Linked DNA regions of Rattus norvegicus: region 1 is linked to region 2. Evidence: chromatin contacts called from public Hi-C data. All regions are on one chromosome and are shown on one strand. The core of a region is the stretch at or near the end of the contact, and the rest is flanking DNA. Distances in the headings are between cores, read along the strand shown. Region 1 has its middle 58 kb from the start of Spmip3. Region 2 overlaps Sdccag8 (SHH signaling and ciliogenesis regulator SDCCAG8).

Region 1 (3,648 bases), core at 389-2,888, 770 kb before region 2:
GACTTTAGAAGTTCGGTTTTATTGTGAACAACCAACACTTGTCTATCCGCAGGGGATTTTTGCCTTTTCACAAGTTTTTATTTTTAATTTTTATTGTACTGAATTACATAAGGACATTTCTAGACAAGCTTATAATGTTCTTTGAACATCTGCCCCTCACATCCTGTTACCCTCCCCTTTGCGGGGCACCCCCCCCCTTCCTGTTAGTCCTCTAGACAGTGTGGAGGGAGGTCCAGGAAGCCCAGCTTAGAGGGAAGATGGCTAGAAGTCTGAGCCATCTGTCCTTACCATTCACCCAAGGATCTGAGGTCCTTTTGGCTGGCGTGCTACTCTCTCCGGGTGAAACTATTGATCTTGCTGTCAGTGGCACCCTAAGCTCACCTCATACACTAGGGAGATGAGTGGTGAATTCAGTAAGTAGAGGACACCGAAAAGGTCATCTGTGAGTGGGAAGCTGCTCTGTGCTCCCGGGAGAGCTTGAACGCTGTCCGTAGGCGGAACAGTAGCTAGCTGGCCCACTGACCCTAGCAGAACTGAAATTTAGCAGAAATGCGCATTTCCAGCTTTGACAACAGGAGCTCTTGGCTTCCTCCACACCACAAGCCGCACAGCAGCAATAGCCAGACCCATCTTGTATTCCATGAGTCACCCTGCATCACCCTTGTGGGACACAGACACCCAGGAGCTTCTGGAGCTGCTGTGTTGGACTCCCTGCTTTTTCCAGAAGATGAGGTACAAGCAGAGGGGTGGCATAGTGGTAGGGTTCATGTTCAGCACTTGGAACATGTTTAGCATTTACAAGACAAAGGTTTGATCTCCGACATCCCAGTCACACCAAGACCCTCCTCCTAGCACCGTGAACAGGAGACACAGTTAGATTCTCAAGCCCCACTCGGATCAGGCGCCATGTAGTCCTGTGATTTAACTGATTTAACTCCTCGAGACGCCTCTTCATTCCTCACGGTTCACTTGCTGGCCCTAAGCAGACAGACCAAAGAAAATGGCTGTACTTACATCATGAGAAACACAAGGGAGAGAGTTTGGCAGTAGGTATATTTAGGAAGGCATATGACTGTGTGGATTCGTTCTTTTTATCTATTCTGAGGCCAGGGTTTATGCTATATCGGGGTTAGGCATCAAAACAGGTTTAGAGTTTTTGAGGTTTAACCAAGTGTGCGTATAGAATCTACTTCTCTAGGAATCCTTAGTGTCCTCATGCGTACTGTTTTGTCTTTGGTATCGAAACTGAACCCAGGGCCTTCTGCATGCCAAGCATGGGCTCTAGCGCTAAGCTACCCTCAATTGCCAATAGTCGTTTTATTGGCTTTATCTTATATAAGCCTCAGAAAAGTGTAGTAATATTTACCATCAAGTCCATTTTATAGATGAGAAGCCAGTCATTAAAATGACGCTTTCTGTTCAGGTGAGAGAGACAAATAATTATTTGGTACTTAAATATGGTCCCGTGTGTGGTTTTCCCAAAAAAGTAGTTTATGACTTCCCGAGATGTCTTAAATAAAACACTGTGGAAAATGTTTTTGAAGACCCTTTCAAACATTTTCTGTAACCCCCACCCCCCTATCTTGTGAGGCTCTGGTTTGTCTAGACTTGTATATCCCCAGTGTGGCCACAAGATGTCAGGTTAATCTCGGTCTTTGAGAAACTGGCTTCATTGGAGCACCAGTAGAGAGGTGAAGGTCCTCTTTTGCTGAAGAAGACAAATGAATAAACAATAAAAAGTAAAACTAAGGGATAAAGAGAAAACAGAACGAAAGCCCTTAGGTGACTACGTAGCTTAAATAGAAGCGTGCATTATGTTCCTCTCCTTTTGGTTTGAATCAAGCAATTGGGAGTTCAGATAAGCCTGTGTGTCATTTCTGTTTGCTCTCGGAGGCAGGAGGTCAGGACTTGGGCCAGCCCCTTAGCGAACATTATTCATCTGTCCAGCCCCGGCTCTGGAACAAATGTGAAGAAATGAAGTCGCTTCAGTGAGGGGAGACAGTGTTGTTATTGTTGCTGGTGACGGTTCTATTTGCCAACAGGCATAAAAACATACTTTGGAACCCAAACAGGCTTGTCAGAGGGAACTTTTGTTCCATGTTTGGGCTGGGCCGCTTCCAGGGCAAAATCAGGCTGGCATTTGAACTTCAGGAGGCCAGGAGAGAGCTGTGCACAGCAGCCACTGACCGGAAAGGCCGGCCATCAGCTGCAGTTTTCATCTGGGTGTTATTTGACCGCAGTCCATGCAGCTTGGGCTGCCAACTGGGGTCACTTCTCTGAAAGTGTACTAAGGGGAGGGGGGGGGAGCAGGGCTCTGCGGTCCAGCATGGAGGACTCGGCCACAAGAGGGGCTAAGCAAGCTTAGGAGCGTGAGCTTTTGGAAAGCTGGCCCTCACTTTAGGGCTTTGGAGAGAGAAAGTGGTCCCGGTTCTGCAGGATTTATCTGCATTCGCCTCTTGATTACCCCAAGATCTCTGGCAATGCTGACAGGATCCCTTTGCTACGTGGATTAACCACCTTGGGGACAAAGCCATCCTTGCTGTGTGTGGTGAGAGTTCAGGGGTAGAGAAACTCGTGGTAATGCTAGTCTCAAGAAGCATCAATTCAGAAAGACTCTTTGCTTTTCTCTGCTACTGTTACATAATTCAAGCCGCCAGTCCCATTCGCAGCTGTCCTGCGGCCTCCTCCCTCTGCAGATGGGAGAAGCTCGCTGGAGGGACCGGCTTACACTAATCTATCTATTTGGAAGGCGAGGCGGTGATAAATTACGACCATGGCGAATAGCATTAAGATGCGGTAGAGCCAACAGTCCCTTGACTGTGAACTCCCAGCTCCCCCCCCCCCCCCACAACTCGGCAGAACTACCCAGGACCTCACTGGACATTTTATTTCACCTTGAGCTCCTGAGCTTAGAGAGGCTCTTATTCCAGAGCCCAAAAAGGCCCCCCTCCACCCCCCCCCCGTCTGAAGTGGCAAGCTCCCCACAGGAGCCTGAGAGTTTCAGTAAATGGATGAGCCTCTTATTTTGTAAATAAAGTAACAGCTCGAGGAAATGAAGTGATTGCCCCAATTATACACCTAATTGGTGGCAGATTAGGGACAGGAGCACAGCCCATCACTGCTGTTTCCTATCCCACTTGTGCCATCTTGAATTTAAAAATACCTGTAGCTTTATTTTAACATCCTAAGTTAATCGACTTACTGCTGGGCTGGGGCTGGAACTCAAATAGGCAGATGCTCTACCACGGAGCTGCACCCCAAGTCTGATTCACTTACTTAAAAAGCCCCTTATGCTAGCCTCCAGTTTCCTTTCCATAGTCAGGCCAGAGGCTACCCAGAGCTGTCTCTGTTTCCAACCTCCAGATTCTTTCTCATCTCAGCCACAACTGCCATGCCGTGTCAACCTCAGCTGACTCTCAAGCTGAAAAGATAATTTTCAGCATTTAACCTTAATGCAGGCATTTGGGATGGAGGAGGTTTCATAGCCTGGGGAACTCTCTCTAGAAAGAGCCAGGTCGCCACTGTTTGCGGTTTAGAAGGCGATACCTTAGATAGCGATTTAAGATGAAAATGCCTTTATCGTAACTACTCAGATTTGAGTTCCCTGCATGAAACCAGCCAAAATGCACACGGAGTCTTCTGTCTATA
Region 2 (3,621 bases), core at 86-2,585:
CGCCAGTTTGCAGATGATCCCCACCCCTAACCCGGCTCTCTCCTGCTCCAACCCAGTTACAGAGGCCCTGGCTCCCATGCTTCTCTCTGCAGGAGGTTGTGTGTTGTACAATGGACAAAGAAGAATGCGCTGTCACAGCTCACGTCCTAAGAGACGCTGTGGTAGACACATACTTTACACAGCTCTGATTTTTCATGTTTTTATTATTGTGGTGTGCATGAATATATATGAGTATGGTATGTGTGTGCACCTGTGTGTCTGCATGCATGCGTGGTACATGTGGAGATTTAGAAAACAAGTCTGTGGAGTTGTTTCTCTCCTTCTACCTTTATGGGGGTTCTGGGTATCGAACTCGTCTAGACCACCAGGCTTGCACAGCGAGTGGCTTTATTTACTGAACCACATGGTCAGTCAGTTTTAACCTACAAGCTGCTTCCTTTCCTTGCTTCTATTTGGGGGAGGGGCTGTACAGCTGGGGTCAGACAAGACAGGCGAGGCATCAATATTCAGTATGCTCTGTTCCCACAGGGCTCAGAAAGACCAGGAACTGACCAGTCACTCTCAGCTCTCAAAGTTTAATGAAATTTTGCTTAATGATTCTCTCAGGTCAACCCACTGCTTCCTTGGCTGTCCTTAGCCATTTGACCTTCTAAGCCAACTTTTGACACATCTGAGCCTCAGAGTTAGTTATGTACCCTAGAGGGAGTAGACCTAACTTTTCTGGCCACTCTAGATTTTGCTGCTTGTACAAAGTTCCCCACTCAGCAACAGAGCACAATGCTTGCCTTGCAATGACCATGTGCTGCCTGCGCCCCAGGCCTCACTGCTCAGCTTATGCTCATTCTGAACTGTAAAACAGCATCTGAGCTCCTGGGTGAGCCAGTGGATGTCAGGTGTGGCCCAACAGCCCAGTGACGTCACTGGTAGAGACAGGGAGATCTCCATTAGTGGCAGGCTCTGCTCTCACGGGCTCCTGGCGACCTTCACAGCATCTCCTGGAGTCAGGATGGAAACACCGGCCCTTGGGAGTTAGACAGGCTTCCTGCAGAAGGCATTTGTCCCGGCCCTGAGAACTGTAGGACTGAGCCTGGAGCCCTGTGGAGGACAGAGGGACAGCACACAAGAGCAGGCCTGCAACATGGCTAATTAATTACCAAATTGGGGGCAGAGAGGAGAGTTCACAGGGGCCTAGAGCCCAGGAGAACCTAGGCATGTAATTAACAGTTGAAAAGTTCTAGTCAATTCTCAGAGTTCCAAGAACATTAAAAGCATACATAATGCTGCAGGGAGGGAAGCAGCCGCCGCCCCAGGGCCAATCGCCTCTCCAGCAGCGGCAGGGCTGCTCCCCTGCTCCCAGGACTGTTTGTTCCATTACACAATCTCCTGAAGCCATTTAGAGAGAGCTCAAACAACTGCCTGTACCAACGCGACACATGGCTTCCCATTCCGACTCTTTGCTAATCCAGACGCTGCAGCCATCTTTCTTTAAGATGCCATATGGTTGGCAGAAGCCTGCAGATCTAGCAGCACATCTGCTCTGCCTTGCTCCTTCCCTTGCTCCACCCCCAACAAAGGAGGGCTAGGGAGGCAGCCCATGAGGAGGGCTCCCGTGCCCCTGCCCGGCTGGAGCTCCTCTCACACACTGTAGCACAGCAAAGCTTTTAAGGGATGACTAGGAACTATTTGGGGGTCCACCATTTTTAACATTGGGGCATGGTGATTTTCTTTTCTTTTTTCTTCTTTTTGGTCTACTGATGATCTAAAAACAAGATTTGAAAAATAAAACATAGAATCTTGTTTCCCCCAAATTTGATTATTTTAAAGCCGGTTCTGAATGGTCTCCTGTGATTCTTGCAATGCAGTCTTCTACCAGAGAGCCTCCACCCTTGCTTGAGTAGTTTCTTTTTGGTCAAGGAAGACAGACTCACTGAGGGAGGAACAGATCCTGAGCTGGCTTTGTTAGCTAGCATAGCGGCTGTATGCTAATGAGGCAGCTCCACAAGGGGCTTTTTTGGTGTGATGAGCAGAGACTGTTGACACTGTTGAAATCCTGGCTCTCCTGGCCTGTGAGTCCATGGGCTGTCTCCTTGGAATCTGGCCCCCAGTGAGACAGTCTATTCAACTGTCTGATGACTGAAACCTGGCTCTCTCTAACTCTGAACAGTTTGAGGGTGGGGGAGAGGGTAGAAAATAGTCTATCAGGCCCATGGTCAAAAAGACATCAGTGAAACCGACAGAGTTCTTCTGCACAGATACATAAGACAGATAGATCCTTGGGGACAAAGGCCATAATGAACAGAGTCCTGAGAAGTGCGGGTGAGGGGTACAGTGACACTCAGCACATGGGGCTGCCCCCACTGCCACATGAGGAGCAAACTAAATGTCTGACCTCCTCGTAATTTGGTTTGCACCTTGTGTTGGTTAACCACACGCCATTCTTCATGTCTGTGGGAATGTGGTAAAGTCAGAAAGGAAGTGACTATCCTGCTGCGGCCAAAGACGGAGAGCAGGGGAGGGGAGAGACACGCCTTGGATGCTGCACATGCTGTCTGAAGCATGACTTTCCTTGTCCAGAGACCATGACAGACAGATTCTCATTTCAGTTTGACAGAGGAGGAGACTTATGTTTGGAAGGAGGGAAGGAAACAACATCAAGGAAAAGCCTTTAGCAAACTTCTATAGGTAGGAAGTTTCCAAATTCCAACACCCAATGTAGGTCTCATTAGGGATCTAGGTCTGCTTATGCTTACGACCTTGTTCATAGGGTCCATACTGTGAGCAATAAAGCCAACTGGCTATCATCAGTATGCAGACGGGGTATCGAACTGTAAATTCATTACTTACAATCTGCAACATGGATAAAAAGCTCATGTACCTGAAATGTAAAACATAAGGAATGGCCCGAGAAGCACAGAGCTCTGTGACAGGAAGCCAGCCACAGCATCCATGCACACACAGCCACAGCATCCGTGCACATACACAGCCACAGCATCCGTGCACATACACAGCCACAGCATCCGTGCACATACACAGCCACAGCATCCGTGCACATACACAGCCACAGCATCCGTGCACACAGTCACAGCATCCGTGCACACACAGCCACAGCCTCTGTGCACACACAGCCACAGCATCCGTGCACACACAGCCATAGCATCCGTGCACACAGCCACAGCATCCGTGCACACAGCCACAGCCTCTGTGCACACATAGCCACAGCATCCGTGCACACACACAGTCACAGCATCCATGCACACAGCCACAGCATCCGTGCACACACACAGCCACAGCATCCGTGCACACAGCCTCAGCATCCGTGCACACACACAGCCACAGCATCCGTGCACACAGCCTCAGCATCCGTGCACACACAGCCTCAGCATCCGTGCACACACAGTCACAGCATCCGTGCACACAGCCTCAGCATCCGTGCACACACAGCCTCAGCATCCGTGCACACACAGCCTCAGCATCCGTGCACACACAGCCTCAGCATCCATGCACACACAGCCACAGCATCCGTGCACATACACAGCCACAGCATCCGTGCACATACACAGCCACAGCATCCGTGCACACACAGCCACAGCCTCTGTGCACACGCAGCCACAGCCTCTGTGC

The links. Hi-C and Micro-C count contacts between places; a contact is called where the count stands out from the background.
Region 1: a Hi-C map of frontal cortex shows a contact between it and region 2, with 3 times the contacts expected there. The contact joins two enhancer-like sites. A contact is called at or near these places in 3 of 12 Hi-C or Micro-C datasets (Schwann cells, frontal cortex and mammary epithelial cells).

The regions. Positions count from the first base shown.
Region 1 is chr13:92,214,976-92,218,623 of GRCr8, reverse strand. No RefSeq gene overlaps it. Among named protein-coding and RNA genes, the nearest start is that of Spmip3, 58 kb to the left of the region's middle. Within about 2 kb of position 1,638, at least 31 of the 93 cell types and tissues checked have an H3K27ac peak or open chromatin away from gene starts, as enhancers often do.
Region 2 is chr13:91,448,050-91,451,670 of GRCr8, reverse strand. All of the region lies in intron 16 of Sdccag8 (SHH signaling and ciliogenesis regulator SDCCAG8), which reads right to left. Among named protein-coding and RNA genes, the nearest start is that of Sdccag8, 160 kb to the right of the region's middle. Within about 2 kb of position 1,335, at least 25 of the 93 cell types and tissues checked have an H3K27ac peak or open chromatin away from gene starts, as enhancers often do.